Regions from separate parts of the Cyprinus carpio genome. Here region 2 is linked to region 1. A link is a contact called in public Hi-C data. All regions are on one chromosome and are shown on one strand. Each heading gives the region's core, a stretch centred on a gene start, on an enhancer-like site or on the middle of the called end of the contact. The rest is flanking DNA. Distances are from core to core; before and after follow the strand shown.

Evidence for each region. Hi-C and Micro-C count contacts between places; a contact is called where the count stands out from the background.
Region 2: a Hi-C map of skeletal muscle shows a contact between it and region 1, with 2.6 times the contacts expected there. The contact joins two enhancer-like sites. A contact is called at or near these places in 2 of 8 Hi-C or Micro-C datasets (liver and skeletal muscle).

The regions. Positions count from the first base shown.
Region 1 is chrA5:18,626,349-18,629,048 of ASM1834038v1, reverse strand. No RefSeq gene overlaps it. Among protein-coding and RNA genes, the nearest start is that of LOC109079202, 20 kb to the right of the region's middle. Within about 2 kb of position 1,253, at least 7 of the 8 cell types and tissues checked have an H3K27ac peak or open chromatin away from gene starts, as enhancers often do. A contact at or near this core is called in skeletal muscle, where this site is marked.
Region 2 is chrA5:18,678,299-18,680,998 of ASM1834038v1, reverse strand. No RefSeq gene overlaps it. Among protein-coding and RNA genes, the nearest start is that of LOC109074891, 70 kb to the left of the region's middle. Within about 2 kb of position 1,293, at least 2 of the 8 cell types and tissues checked have an H3K27ac peak or open chromatin away from gene starts, as enhancers often do. A contact at or near this core is called in skeletal muscle, where this site is marked.

The sequences.
Region 1 (2,700 bases), core at 4-2,503:
ACAAGGATGCCTGTTTCCATCACATATCTACTACCCATGTGAACCAATACAGTTGCACTACAGTTCCATTCCCATAACTAACCAACCAACTCCTGCCACTCACACAAACACACAGATGCACATGAACACCTATGCACTGACTTCACATAGGCCAGGCTCAAGCAACCTCCTGTGGCCCTCAGCTAGCCTCCCAGAAAGCCTTTTCATTTTCCCAGACGCATAGATGAGTTAAAAAAAGGAGGGAAAAATAAAGCTTGGGAGGAGGATGGGCCATTGCGGGGGAGGGACTGAAAGGAGAGTGTGTGTGTGTGTGTGTGTGTGTGTGTGTGTGTGTGTGTGTGTGTGTGTGTGTGTGTGGGGAGGGAGGGAGGGAGGGAGGGTGTTAGGCAGCATTGTAATGATGGAGAGCAACTCGATACTCTTGCATGCTGAATATTCCCCTGGAGGGCTTTTTCCATTACCCGAGCACAGCAGAATGGTGGAGTCGTTTAGTTTAGCCCAAGCTGCCTAACGCTCTCTCAAGCTCCCCCTCCCTTTCTCTCACCCTATCTGTTCCCCTGCTGCCCCTCCCCTCTCTCTCTCGTGTTCTCTCCCCACTCTGTGTTTTTCCATAGGCACATTGTGCAAATGTAACCTTTCAGTAAGCCCCTCCCCTCCAGGAAGTTGGCTGGCCCCTTTGCTGCCAGGAAATATGAAAAACTGGCAGGATGCCCATTTAATCTCCAAACACAGAGAGAGAGAGAAACGGCAAAGCAGTTGAGATGGAGAAGGAAATGTTACAGTTTGACTCACCAGAAGGGAGGGGGAGAGAGGACAATTTTACTTTAAAGAGTCATATTAACTATAGCGCTCTGAAAAGTGTCTGGTTTTCTTTTTTTTATATTTTTGCTTAATTTTACACTAAATGTCATCTGATCTCCAAACAAAAAAAAAATACATTAGCATTTAAGATATGACTTGCAGACGTTAAAGCAAAAAGTGTTCCATTTCTCTAGTCTCACGTAGCCAGACTTTCAGACTGATGGAAATGATGGAAACATCCCTATAATAACAGACCGGAGTGTAATATTTTAAAGATTCGATGCCGCGAAATTGAAATATTCCAGATAGTTTTAAAAACCAGCATTTAGTTGATCCTGATAAGCGCTCATCATTACAGTTGTAAACATGATGGCTTTCTTCTTCCATGAGGGGGTTTGGAATCACTGCATCTTTGTTTCCAGGCGGAACGTTAAAGAACACGACACACATGTTTCCCGGAAATCCTGTATAATGCAACTAAACCGATGACGACTTTGAAACTCCTGAAGTGTTTCCAATTTTGTGTGCCGTATGCATCAGACGTTCAGCCAACGGTCTGGGCTTGACTTCTGAGGCTGAGACTACCATTTCCCTAACTTTCACCAATCTCCCTACATTTCTTTAATAAATACAGAAAAGCTGTTTAAAGCTGGGCAAAAACTTTTTAGTTTTTACAGTCCTTTACAATTGTTGCTTGTCTGAATGTATGATATGATCCCAGTGAGATCTTGGATGAAATCCATGGCACGGTGTACAACATCAACAAAATCACACTGCACAACTGCAACGCCAAATTTCTTACGCAACTGTTATAGGCTAAGCTTGATCCACATCTATTTCAGACATTCTCCATTTGGATATTATGGCTCTGATCATGGTTCTTCCGAGCCCTAGAGCCTCAGAAATGGTGTTGTAAACTTTTCCAGGCTGACAAGCTTTTTTTTTTTTTTTTTTGCAGTCTGCAGAAATTTCCTTCCTTTGTGGTAAGATGCACCTGACTTCACAAACACAGTACTGGCAAATTCATTCTAATTGTAAAGGCAAATGTCTGATATATATTGAGCAGGGCCAGCCTAAACCAAGACTCGTAAAACAACTTTTTTTTTTCTGTAGTTACCAATATTGTACAGCAATTCGGTCAACCTGGATTGTTTTATAAACATGCTTAATCATTTTTTTTGTTTTTTGTCATTGACAATTACCTGTAATTTGACCATCACATTCTAGGAGCAAAGACTTTTGCACACCCAAGGATTGCATATTTGAAACTTTGAACGACAAAAAAATTAAAGACAAACCAAACTTTTGTGACTCTATCTGTGTACTATTACAGTCTACGACACCAAGCACTGCATACTCTTAAAAGTAAAGTTTCCTTTTTGCATTGATGGCTCCATGAAGAACCTTTAATATCCATGGAACCTTTCCATAGTACAAAATGTTATTTAATAGATTATTAAAATGTTTATTGAAAATGTTACTTAGTTTATTAAAATGTTCTTCACACTAAGAAAAAAATGGTTATTTTAAGAACTGTTTACTGAAGGGTTCTTTAGGGAACCCAAAAATGTTTCTTCTGTGTCATCGCTAAGAAGACCCAATTTTTAAAGCTTTATTTTTAAGTGTAGATAATTAAAATTAGAATGCTAAATCAGAAGTAACAGTCTTCAGATTAAATTACCAGCAGTCAGTACACAACACATGTGAACACACACAAACCTCCCTTGCCACACCCTGAAGAGTCATTCAGCCTATTTAGCATGTCACACACCCAATACAGAAGGTGATACTGTTGCTTGGTGTAGTGAAGCCTAGTTAACATACAACGAGCAGGTTGTAAAGATTGCTCTATACCGCTTTTTGTGAAAGGCAGACTCAATCTTATGTAACGTCCCACCT
Region 2 (2,700 bases), core at 44-2,543, 52 kb before region 1:
ATATTGTTTTCATTTCCATGCCTCTCCTAACAACGAGGTGCACACTTCTGTGTGAGTTTGTTTGGAATGACTTGAAAATCTGGTAGTGTATGATCCTCATTCGCTTAGTGTATGATGCCCAGTTTTTCCTCTGTAACTTTTTACAAGTGTGTTATGTCTAATGTTTTAAAATCTGTTTAGATTTTAAAAGTTGTATAGTGTATCCTAGTCTTTAACTGAAAAAGTTTTTTTTCTTTTTTAATTAAAGTTCTTTGAACAATTGTTATGACAATGTTCAAGATTGTTTTTAACTATTTATTAGGTTAATTGTATTTTTTAATTGTATAGTGTACTTAGTTGATGACTTATTTATAATATTTATGTAATAAATGTGAATAACAAGGAAATGGAAATACCATTATGAGATCAAGAAAACTGTGGATTATTATATTAATAAAAATATTCATACTGAACTGTAATTATCTTTTAATATTAAAGCTGTCTCGGTATATGCTAAACCACATCAGTCAACCCTATTTTACCATCCTTAGTCCATTCAAAACACCTGTTTATAGTATATAATACAGCCTCACATATTTTTGCCAAGAAAACAGTGTAAGTAGGTGTACAATCACAAATGGCAGCATTTCACATCCACAAGCTATACATCATCCTAGGCACATGTAGTTATTTCTCTTATGCTTGACTTATGTGAAAGAAATGAATATGGAAAAACATGTAGATTTTCATAATATTCCTCTTATTTGGGTTAGAGTACAATCCAGATTTGCATATGAGCATAATAATAATGGAGAATGCTGTGGGGTGCAGAGTGAACTGGAGGGGGGAGAGAAAGAGAGATGGGTTGGGGGGGGTGTAGAGGTAGAGCGAGAGGGAGGGAGCGAGGGAGGGAGGGAAGAAAGCAATGAGAGGATCTTGAAATTGTGCGCTAATAAAATTCGAGGTCATTTACATCTGAGATGGGATTGAGTGGCAGGCGTTACCATGGCGACATTCCCACGGGTCTTCAAGCGCTCTGTGCTCCCTGACAGCAGCAGAGAGAAAGCGAAGGAAAGGAAAGAGGGTGTGCGTTATATGGGGAAACAGTGAAAGCAGAGGGATCGCGTAAAGCGGGACTGTGTAGTTCAGCTGAAGCAGAGACAGGAAGAAATAGGCAGCAGAGGACGCGAAAGAGGAAAAGTGTGTATGTGGTGTGTGTATGAGAGAAAGAGAGCTGTGTCTTAGAGTGAGACTGGCTGCATGGCTAAGCCTTAAATTTTTAATCAGCATGCACCAGGAGGCAGACACACCGAAGGAGTGACTTAATAATGCACAATTAAATTAGAAACTGGGCCCAGAATACTGTCAGATTATTTCAGCCTGTCTGTCTCACTCATTTGTACTCAAATACCTGCTCATTCTCGCCCTTAATCGCTTCTTCCTTGTGGTATTCACTCATCTCATTGCTCAGCCACTCCTTCATTCCAGCACTTTTTGAGCAAGTCATAGTTTCCCATGCTCACTTCCGTATTCTTTCACTCATCACAGGGCCTCACCTGTTCTCTTGCAGTAAGGCCAGAAACATACTTGGCGCAAGTATGCAGATGGCTGATGTGGTCCAGTTGAACATACTTGACATGTGCTGTGTTGGTCTGGCGGTAACAAACCTCAGTACTCAAGGGGGCGATAGAGTTCCCTTCAAATGTTTTTATTTAACCAGATGTGTTATTCAGATATGTTGCTATAAACATGCCGACTTTTCTAACTTTGGCTTTGCTTTTCAGGGGATTGCTAAGCCTTGACAGTAGTTGAAAGAATGACTAAATGGACTGAAAAAGAAGAAAGTTGATGCTAATTTCCACTACAGCGCCCCTTATGGCAGTCTGATATATTTCACAACAGAACTGATCTTGCTTAGCTGAAAGTGTCTTTATTCACATAGTTGAATATGTTTCTGGTAATGTTGTCACAGTACCAAATTTAAGTAGTTGGTACCAACACTAGTAAAAATAAATAAATAAAAATATTGAATAAATGATATTAGTTTATTATTAATGCCGTTAATAGTTATAAGTTAGGGGTGTCGCGATATACCGGTATTGACGATAACCGTTATATTCAAAGCAACAATTATCAATATCGTGTTAATTTAGTGTGTGTGACGATATACCGCAATATTTAAAATGAACAGTTCTCTTATGATAACACCACATGTAAATACTCCAGCGCCAGTACCTGGTTGACCCAAGTGTCAGTATTGTGCCTTAACGCCAACACTGTCACACAAAAAGAAGACGCAGCACACGCAGCTACTCCGAGGAGAGCCTGTTCGTCAGAGTAAGTTGTCATTATTTTACTAGTCATAGAATGGGAAACGATATATTAACCTGTTAACAGCGGTTTTCTGTGTTCATATATTTAAATAAAGGGTGATTATTTTAATAAGCACTGCATTTTCTTTACTCGTTTTATTTTTGTATTTGCAATCAATACAGCCTGTGCATAGTAACACTTTATTTCTTTGTTCAAATCTGTTAACAGTTACACGATTAAAACTGTTTAAAATAAACTGATTAAAATCACAAGTTGTGTTTGTAAACATTAATGCACTATGAACTAACATGAACAATGAACGACTATTTTTATTAACATTAAAAAGATGAATAAATTGTGTAATAAATGTATTGTTCATTGTTCATTCATGTTACTTAATACATTAAT